Regions from separate parts of the Ovis aries genome. Here region 1 is linked to region 2. The links are chromatin contacts, called in public Hi-C maps. All regions are on one chromosome and are shown on one strand. Each heading gives the region's core, a stretch centred on a gene start, on an enhancer-like site or on the middle of the called end of the contact. The rest is flanking DNA. Distances are from core to core; before and after follow the strand shown. Region 1 holds the start of SPRY2 (sprouty RTK signaling antagonist 2). Region 2 has its middle 180 kb from the start of SPRY2.

Region 1 (5,262 bases), core at 209-2,708, 180 kb after region 2:
CTGTGCTGGGTCAGCCCAATCGTCCAAAAAAAAAAAAAAAAAAAAAGCGTGACCCAGGCCGACCGCGGCGAACGGAAAAGAGCGAAAGCTGCACTTCCGAACCGCAGAGACGCGGCGCCAGGCAGGGCGACGCTCCCACCCTCTGCGTGCTCGCCGCAGTCCACGCCGAGCTGAGTCGTGGGCGCCCTCCACTCGCCACCCTGTCCTCTTTTTTTCCACCCGCGAGGCAGCGACCCGCACCCTTCACTACCCCTGCGCCCCTGCTTCGGGACTGCCTCTCCCGGGACCTGCCTTCCCCGGAGAGAACAGGTTCGAAGTGCGGGCGCCTTCAGCGGCGCCCTGGAAAACACAAAGTGCTTGCCTCCCTCTCCCGCTCTCAGCGCCCAGTTTGCAGCCAGTGCGCCGCCGTGAGCTGGCCGCCACCCCGAGACCCCCAGCGCGGGCGCGCTGGGTCGTGGGGCCGGGGACACGGCACCCCGCGCGCGCTGCAATCTCCCCCACCCCGAACCCCTGCCGCCGAGGCAGGCCGAGGCCGGGGCGAGGCTGATCCGCGGGCAACTCCAGGGCTCCCCACGGAAAACTTGCGGGGTGAGAGAAAGGGAGGCCCGAGGAGAGACGGACCCACTGCCGGTCCCGCTGCACCTACTCCATGTTGCCCACAACGCGCCGGCCGCGGCGCCAGGAGGGGACGAGCCGGCCAAACGCGCCTCACCGTGATCGCGGCTTTGCACAAACCCCTCTCCGTTGGATTCTCTTCTTTCCGCGATGTGCAAATAAATCCAGCCCTGATGCAAACTTTTTGCCTCTCCTTCCTTCCAAACTCTGCTTCAGTCTAACTTCTGAGCGATTGGCTGGACGAGAAAAGGAGAGGAAAAAAAATCCGGAGCCAAGTCCTAGCCGAAGAACACTGGAGTTCGGGGCTGGAGGCGACCCCCCTTCTAAAAGCGCACGCGGAGTATTTCCTTTTTTTTTTTTCCCCTTTTTTTCTCAATGAACTGGAGGCCGAAGCGCCAACGGCGAGTCTCCTCTCCCGGCAGATGAGCGAATGAGAAAAGAAAACGGCCTTCGCGAGGACCTAAAAGCCAGATGGCCAAGTCGTGCGGCCGCGGCCGCGTCCGAGCGGAGGCGGCGCGGGGGCGCGCGGGGCGGCGGGACTGGCCGAGCCGGGCCGGGCGGGCGCGGGGGCCTGGGCGCTGCGCGCTCCGCCGGCCCCTCTCCTCCGCTCGCGCTGCTGCGCGCAGCTCTCGGCGGTGCAGACTGGGCGTTGTGGAGGCGCGGCGGCGAGGCCGAGGCGGGGGCGGTGGGTGCGAAAGAGGAGGAGGAGAAGGAGGAGGAGGGTCTGGGGCCCGGCCGGGGGGGGCTCGCCGTTGGCCTGCGCCCTCGCCTTTCCGGAGGAGGCAGGGAGCTCTGCGGCGGCCGCGGCAGCAGTAAATGGCGTCATGTGGATCCGAGGCGGAACAGAGCAGTTGTTGTCCCAGAGGATATATCGCATCCGGTCCCAGCTCATTGGCTCCGCGGGGCTACATTCACTCACACTCCAGCGCCCGCCAGCGCTCCGAGCCGCAGGAGGCATTCAAAAGGGCAACCGCGCCGCCCCGCGCGTACCCGGGCCGGTCCTGCCGCCCGGGCCGCCGTCACGCGCGGTGCCCGCGGGGCCGGGCTGGGCACGGCGGGGTCAGTTGATCTAGTTTCAAGGAAACACTGACCTTAAAGTTTTCCCCAGAGGCTAGGAGGACGAACCTTGAGCTCGGCGGATTTAGGGAACTTTCTCCCCGCCACTAGGAGAAGGGAATGAACGTTTCAGACTAATCCTGGCTAGGCTGTGTTAGCATTAAAAACCAGTTGCGGGTTTTGAGACTTTCTTCTGAATCCATTGCAAGACAGGCTCTCCCCTTTTCTGTTCCCCCTCGAGGGGGCGACGGGGAGAGAAGCAGGGGGAGGGGAAGGGGAGCGGGAAGTGAGGTGGGAGGGCTATTGGTTTATCCTTTGTCTACTGGATTAACCCGATTATACACCAGGCACCGGGACAAACCGCCACCCCCACCTCCGAGCGGCGTACGAGAGGGGCGGAATGCAGATTCGGGTTTCAAGTACCTCTGCTCTGGCCGGGATTTGCTTTTCATGGTGTCAATTGTAGCTTTTCGGTTTAATATTAGATGTTGTTCTAAAAGAGGGAGTGAGCTACAGATGGAAGCTTTCTGAAGATCTTCCTTGCCGTTTTGTTTCACGCAATTGGTGATGGAAATGCTACAGTCTAGGCCTTAAAAAAATTTAGTTAAATCAATCCTACACACGTACACGATTACTAAGGGCCACATCACGGGCTTCTGAAATGGGAGGGGGGCTCGCTGTAACACTGCAGATTTCCTCAACTAGAAGAATCATCGTTCATTTCCGACTCTCCTTGTCACGCAGAACATTCCCCAATAAGATTCTATTGTCCATCTTGAAGGTGATCTATTTTCCCACTTACAAAAAGAAATGTAAAGATAGAAAAGGCATATATATGCGCTGCTCTAACTGCCGATCGTTTACGAAGAAACGTGCAGGGACGTGGGAGCACCAATGGGAAATTAACACCCCCGCCCCACACTCTTAATATTGGATTCTGAATGATTTACAGAATGAGTTTACTTTACAGGGAAGTACGGTCAGAACTCCCGAAGAGCACCTGCGACCTCGCGGTCCTAGGGTTAGAGTTCTTGAAACTGCTAGGAAAACGTGGTGCTAGATTTCCCGGGTCTGGTTCCACCCCACCTCGGTTCACAACCGCCCTGGCGCTCGCCGCCCTGTCCCGAGCCCTTGTCTGCGGATGTCCCGGGCGTGTTCCCGGCCACGCTACCCTCTCCCCTGCCTTCTCCATGTTTCTCTAGGGCTCCTCGCCCCGGGTTTGGAACCAGAGGTGGCAGAGGAAGTGGCCTGCGTTATTTCCGGACGCTGGCCTCCTTTTTCCCCCACCCCTCGGGTGCGGGTGGACCAGGCTAAGTCCGCCTGCTCCGCGGCGCCCCCGGGACGACGGGGCCTCCCGCAGCCCCGGCCGCTCCCCCGACGCCCGGGTCCTCAGGGCCTCCGAGCCTCCGAGCGGACGCAGGCGCTGCTGCGCTCCCGGCCCATCGGGCCACCAGGGGGCGCCCACTCGCCCGGCGCGGGGCTGGGGTTGCTTTCTTCAACGCGACTCCACGAGGGCAGCCGGGGTTGCCTTCCAAAATGTACCTTGGGCCGGCCGGTTCACAAAGAATAAAAAGACGTTTTTCATGTGAGTGCAACAGCAGGTGCCTTTCCCTACCCTCTCGGCGGACACATTCCGCGAATGAGGGGCTCAGGTGCGGAAGAACCCCAGCTTTTCCCGAGGGGGACGGAGTTGGCGGCCCAAGCCAGGGTGTGCGAGGCTGGCGGGAACTCGCTGCCTAAGTCTGGCCAACAAGTCTCGGGCCGAACAGGTGAAAGAAACCCGACGGCTGATTCTTAGGGGATACTTGTGCCCAGGCTGTGTTTCCAGCATTGCAGGAGCTCTGCGAAAACACGCTGTTCGGGCTCAAAGCATGAAGTGGAATTTAAGTTAGAAGCTTCTGGCTGTTTAGAACACCTTCTGTGTTTACAGAGTCAATAGGGAAGAATCTAGGAATTTATCTTTAATGAACTGGAAGGAATTCCATGTAATCTAGCTCACCCAACATCCAGTTTGCAAGCTGGGAAAACATTTAACCTGTACCTTAAGCGCAATGTAAAAATGAGAATCTGCTGGGTTCTTTCTAATATACTCCTTACTATTTTTTTTAAATTATTATTCATTGTTGCTACTTTCCGCACGTGATGTATAAAGCACTATCTTGTGTCTCCAAGATTACTTGTGATCCCGAAGAGGAATTACGTTTCTCTGTGTGTGTGTGCGCGCGCGCGCATGTGCGTGCATGCACGCCTAGTGAAGTATTTGGTGTAGCTATTATAATGTGTCCTAAAATTGATTTCATGTTATGTGCCAAAATTATAACGGGTTAATTTGGGGAGATACTTAGGGTTTTGAAAGAATGTTATGTAAAACTTCATAATGGAGTCCATTTTCAAATGTGTTGTGGAGAGTTCCAGAGAGGTAACCCTAATATGTGAACAGGTGTTCCTGCTTGACTGATGTTGAAAAATGCCCAATCCTTGGAAACACCTGCTACACTAACACTTACCTCTAAGTTCTCTGGAGGCACGAAGTAACAGGTGCTGTTAATCGCAGTCATTGAACAGTGAGATCTTATTTCTGCCTTCTAATTTTCTGTATTCATTTCTTTGGACTGACTTCCTTTTTTTAACTGTCACTTGCTGACTCAATTGCTTCTGTAGTGTCCAACTCTGTTCAACCCTGCGGACTGTAGACTGACAGGCTCCTCTGTCCATGGGGTTCTCCAGACAAGAATACTGGAGTGGGTTGCCATTTCCTTCTACAAGGGATCTTCCTGACACAGGGATCAAACCCCAGTCTCCTGCATCCCCTTCGTTGCAGGTGGATTCCTTACCCCTGAGCCACCTGGAAAGCCCTTTATTAACTCTAAGTACCTTCAATTTGTTTTTTCAAATGAGGCAGTGTATAAACAACTGTGAATTTTGCCTCCCCCAGTCTTCCATAGACAGCGTAGACTGCTTATTTACCAGTAAGTCTGTTGGACATGTTAAGTCAGATATTTTTCAAGGTTGCGGTTACTCATCTAAGCTTCCAGTTTATATCGTAGTAACAGGAGAATGTAGTTTTAAACAACTCTAGTTCCAGTTTTTTTATGAGATTGACGGAACCACTTGGCTTTACTGATTTAGATCCAGTTTTGATAACCAACCATATCTTGCAGTGATATGCTGTGTTTTTTGAGACAAAGAGGAACATTGATTGTTTTATGTATTTTTTAGTTTTATAACCAAGGTGAATTATCTGTGTATTCATATTTAAAGATGGCCCAATATACACAACAGTGTATACTGCTTCCAAGAGTAAAAATTGAGTATCTCAACTGCCTTAATAAATTTATGCACAGACTCTTTTGGGAGGGACCTTCCTAAGTTAAAGGCTTTGCAATAATGACCTTTTGATTTGACAGCCAGGACTGTAGTCATTTTACTTTTTGAATTGCTTTGAATTTCCAAATTCTGTATCTGTTACCTCTTGGAGAGAATTGGGAGTTGCTACAATGGAAATTCAAAATAGAACATTCAGTTCTTATCTACATCCCTAGGAAGACTGGGAAGAGCTTATCTCTGTGTCTGACCTTCTTTGGTGATGTC
Region 2 (5,519 bases), core at 2,659-5,158:
GATATGTTATTCTTTTCACACATGATAATTATGAGTTAATTTAATCAGAAAGTTGCACTCAGAATCCCAAATAAGATAGTGCTTTAAGAATAATATTAGAGATTTTAAATTATGTTAACATGTGCTGATGCATACGTGTTAAAAATATCAACACACTGCAGAATAGAAGTTTCATTTTATTTCAGGACCATTAAAAGGAAGAAAAAGAAGGAGATCTGTGTTATTTCTCTGTGCTCTTGAGTGGAAATCCAGAATTTTCAAGCACTCATTTTGGAGAGTCTTAACTCTAATAAACCACAGGTAATTGAACAGGGCTGTTGAAGTCCTTGAAGCAGTAGGGACATTTGTAGGTTAACATAAAAATATTTGTGTTTAAGATGTCTAAAAATGTAAATATAAGTTTCTCCTTCTTGTGGCAGTTGATGCAATTTAGTGGGAAAAGCTTGGACTTTGGATCCATAAAGATTAGAGTTGGGATGATTTAAATTCTTGTGTCTTGGTTCACTCATCTGTAAAACTGGTATACTAATATCTACCAAAGAGGGAGATATTAAATAAGAGATTAAATAAGGTAGACTCAGTTCAATTCAGTTCAGTCGCTCAGTCCTGTCTAACTCTTTGTGACCCCAGGAACCGCAGCACGCCAGGCCTCCCTGTCCATCACCAACTCCTGAAGTCCACCCAAACCCATGTCCATTGAGTCGGTGATGCCATCCAATCATCTCATCTTCTGTCCTCCCCTTCTCCTCCTGCCCTCAATCTTTCCCAGCATCACAAGTGAGTCAGATCTTCGTTTAAGGTGGCCAAAGTATTGAGGTTTCAGCTTCAACATCAGTTCTTCCAATGAACATCCAGGACTGATCTCCCTTAGGATGGATTGGTTGGATCTCCTTGCAGTCCAAGGGACTCTCAAGAGTCTTTTCCAACACGACAGTTCAAAAGCATCAATGCTTCAGCACTCAGCTTTCTTCACAGTCCAACTCTTACATCCATACATGACCACTGGAAAAACCATAGCCTTGACTAGATGGACCTTTGATGACAAAGTAATGTCTCTGCTTTTTACTTTTATTTATTTATTTATTTAGTTTTTTATTTTTAAATTTTAAAATCTTTAATTCTTACATGCGTTCCCAAAGTCTCTGCTTTTTAATATGCTGTCTCGGTTGGTCATAACTTTCCTTCCAAGGAGTAAGCGTATGGTATTAAAATGCTCCCCTGTTGGCTCAGATGGTAAAGAGTCTGGCTAAGATGCAGGAGACCCATGTTCAACCCCTGGGTCAGGAATATTTCTTGGAAAAGGAAACAGCAACCCACTGCAGTATTCTTGCCTAGGTAAACAGAGGAGCTTGGCAGGCTATAGTCCACGGGGTCACAAAAGAATCAGACATGACAGAGCAAGTAACATTTTCAACATGGTGCCTAAGAAATAGAAGATATAGCAAAAGTGTTCCCTTTCTTCATGGTGTGCTAAGAGTATGCTGTCACCCACTACCTGACAACCAGGAAGATTCACGCTTTCTCATTTGATAGAACCGTCAGTCCTCTTAGTGGCCATAAGTTTTGTTATCTATTCTAAAATGTTGTAACTTAAATGCATTATACTATGTGCCGTGCTGTGCTTACTTTCTCACTGATGTCTGACTCTTTGCAACCCCATGGACTATAGCCCACCAGGATCCCCTGTCCCTGGTGATTCTCCAGGCAAAAATACTGGAATGCGTTGCCATGCCCTCCTCCAGGGGATCTTCCCAACCCAGGAGTCAAACCCAGGTCTCCCACATTGAAGGTGGATTCTTTACCATCTGAGCCACCAGGGAAGCCCAAGAATACTGGAGTCAGTAGTTTATCCCTTCTCCAGGGGATCTTCCCGACCTAGGAATTGAACCGGGGTCTCTGCCTTGGAGATGGATTCTTTACCAGCTGAGATACCAGGGAAGCCCTCACTATACTACAGCACAGTTGAAATAAAGTTTCAGCTTAGACAGTAATCTAGAGGATTTTCCTTTAAGGAAATGTTTTTTCATATCTTTCACCTATTTGGAGACTCTTCCTAGCCACTGAGAGTTATAACGTTCGGGCAACTATGGAGCACATAAAACTTGAAGCCACCAATTGGAATTTCGTGACATGTTCAAATTACATTCATTGTTTTGGTTGCAGTTCTTGCCGTGCAGTGAGGACAGGGAACAGCTTGTGTGATTTGAATATATAGAGAATTGATGCTCAGAGAGAAATGATAACAATGACTTTATAAAAGAACACTAGTTATTTTTAATGTTAATTATAGACACAGCACCAGATGCTTTTATGCTAGATTTATGGAGAGAGTAGAAATGATTTTAAAGTGTTTATATGAGTTTATACTCAGCAAATTCCATTACACACCATCAATAAAAGAATGTAAATGCACTGTTCTTAAGTGAGCCTGACTGCTTACCTACTGTCAGTCATGATGTACTTCTGGTCATGATAAAGGATTAGAAATGATTCTTAATCTACATGGAACCCAGATTACATGTCATATCTCAGGATTAGTTTGGCGGGGAAAGGGAGAAAAATTCAGTACTAGATACAGAGGAATTTATGTTCTGTATTTCATTCAGAAGGGAAACTATATGAAGGTACTCTAGAGATTCCCTGGGGGCTCAGATGGTGAAGAATCTGCCTGCAATGCTGGAGACCTGGGTTTGATCCCTGGGTCAGGAAGATCCCCTGGAGGAGGCTGTGGCAACCCACTCCAGTATTCTTCCCTAAGAATCCCATGACAGAGGAGCCTGGCGGGCTACAGTCCACGGGGTTGCAGAGTCAGACACATCTGAGCAACTAACACTTTCACTTTCACTCTAGACATAATGATGGAGAAATCAATATGCGCCGTCTAAGAGGACCAAGGCTCCCCACCAAAGGCAACACTGGTTTGTATGACCCACAGTGCCCCCTCCCCTTGGAGGCAGTCCTGGGCCGAAAGTCCAATCTGGGTTTCTAGTCTATGGCATCTGGATTCTGCAATGTGAATTTCCTGGGTTTCACATTTAGCCTCATCTATGAACTATGTATTTTAAATAGTAAGCTAACTTCCCCTGAGTTTGTCACAACCAGCCAGGAAATATTTCTACTTTCTATTATGTTCTACTTTTTTCATCAACATATCTTTACTTTCACTGCAACAGTGTACATCTTCTCCCATAAAATATCACAGATGTAAGAGTACTGGCATACACATAGATTTGAACGTAATACTCTTTCATATACAATCAAATTAGAATTCTGTATATATATATATACACATATACACAGACATAAATACACACATATGTAGGCAAATATATAATACATAGAGAGAGTGAGAATAGGTTAGAAAACATAATTATTCTAGACCACACTAGAAATATTTTAAATTTGTCAACTAGTGATAAATTTCATCAGAGCTATAATCAGATGGGTCCCATACATTTTCTCAAGAAATGTTAGTAGTATTACCTTCACAGATATCAAATAAATAACAAAAAAAATACCCTAAAGAAATCATACCTGTTCTCTGAGACAGATAGGTAAATGAACACAGAATTCTGTACCAACAAAGAGCATTTTATTTCCATACATAACCACTGATAATGATCACCTTTACACATACGGTGCTGAGGAAACATTTTACTTTGTCCCCAGATCATTTCACAGGGCTTATTTTTTAAGTACTTACATTATTTTCTACAAAGGAAAAAATTTGATCCAGTTTATAGCTCTGTTCCTTTGAATCCTTGGTCTTCTTCCACGTTTGGTTCTTTTAGCACTTACAACACATTTCTCTTCTTCTTTTTTAATCTGGGAAAATTTAGCCTTAGTGTACCATCTGTTTCATGGTGAAACGCTTGTGTTTCAGCTCCCCAGATGGGTTGAGTAAGAGAAAAAGGTTAAATGATTTAACTTGAATTCACACTGAGTCATCTGCCCTCAGCCCAGTCATGACAAAGTGAGAGATTTTCAAGGTTTCTTTTTCTCTTCTTCCTTACACTAAGATCGCACAGCTTTCAGTGAAGCTTTCTCGAAACAGTACCGAGTAGCAAATGTACTCAATATGGTGGGACAATAATTTGGATTTGAAATTTATTTCTAATGTACAACTTTTTAACAAATGAAAAGTAACTGCTTCCTTTCACAGGAAGTTAAAACCCAACTTTTTAAATATCACTGCCCTCTAGCCTGGCGTGCTGCAGTGCATGGGGTCTCAAAGAGTCAGCCACGACTGAGAGACTAAACTGAACTGAACTGAGCTGATATTCATATCTCTCTTTTTTCTCCTGTCCATGTCACTTTTTATGCTTCTCCCATGTTACTCTTGCAACACCACCTCTTTTTTTCCTTATCTCTGCCAATGAATAGGCAGTTTTTCCTACCAACAGCGCACAGATCACTAGTTTTCTAAAATGTGCCTGAAGCTCATCTTATTCAGTACTGTCCTACTCTAAAGTGTTAGTACTTTCATGCAATTCCAGGGTTCATAGAGCACAAGAGCTTCCATGATAAGAAAGAGTACAGAGAGCAGAGGATGCATAAAACAATGTGTATTGATTAAATTTATTTCATTCTAATATTGTGTGCGTGCATTTGTGCTCAGTTGCTTCAGTCATTTCCTACTCTTTGTGACCCTATGGACTACAGCCTGTCAGGCTCCTCTGTCCATGGGATCCTCCAGGCAAGAAAACTGGAGTGAGTTATCACGCACTCCTCCTGGGGATGTTCCCAACCAGGAATCAAAGTCAGATCTCCTGCATTGCAGGCAAATTCTTTACTGCTGAGCCACCAGGGAAGCCCTCATTTTAATATTAAATAGTATGAAGAGAGGGTCAAAGTTGATTTATTCAACCTTCAGTAAGTTTCACTCGGTGCAGAATTCTTGTCCTGAGACTGTGATGAAATTCAAAAGAAGTAGAGATGGTGGTTTCCCCTTGAGGAATTTGATCTCTAGTAGAAGCCATTATCAAGGTGTCCCCATTTAGGGCAGAAACAGATTATTTCAGTAATGAAAGCTGTGACTATCAATTTAACCAAAATTTTATGGACTGAGTCTTTTTACTGAATTGTTCTTTTTAACAATTGATCCAGTTGTGTATTTCAGTGTGGTCAAAATATAGGAAGATCCTACCCTTAGTGTTTTGTGGCAGGATGTCTCACTTTCTTAGTTTACCATAGTTAATCATGCTTTTTAATTGACATTGACATATTTTAATATCACATATTAATATTTGAAACTGTGATGATTCAATATAACCTAACTGCTTCTTAAAGAACTGAAAAAATTCTGACTGTTAGGAGTTAAATTACTTCTAAGTTAAATTATTTAAGTTTCAAAACCATGAAGTAACTTTAGCATAGAGGGCTAACAAATGCATCATAAAATTATATATCTATAAAACTAGCACTATGCTTACCCCGTAATTCAGGGACTATTCATTACCTTCACGAGGCATGTGTATTACTGATCTATCCAATGATTCCACCAGTGTAGAAAATCAATC

The links. Hi-C and Micro-C count contacts between places; a contact is called where the count stands out from the background.
Region 1: a contact with region 2 is called in a Hi-C map of tail adipose tissue, with 3 times the contacts expected there. The contact joins the promoter of SPRY2 here to the enhancer-like site in region 2. A contact is called at or near these places in 2 of 16 Hi-C or Micro-C datasets (skin fibroblasts and tail adipose tissue).

What each region holds. Positions count from the first base shown.
Region 1 is chr10:55,944,785-55,950,046 of ARS-UI_Ramb_v3.0, forward strand. SPRY2 (sprouty RTK signaling antagonist 2) reads right to left here and starts at 1,459. Exons shown (of 2, transcript XM_027973702.3): 1 at 713-1,459.
Region 2 is chr10:55,764,898-55,770,416 of ARS-UI_Ramb_v3.0, forward strand. No RefSeq gene overlaps it. Among named protein-coding and RNA genes, the nearest start is that of SPRY2, 180 kb to the right of the region's middle. Within about 2 kb of position 3,909, at least 2 of the 54 cell types and tissues checked have an H3K27ac peak or open chromatin away from gene starts, as enhancers often do.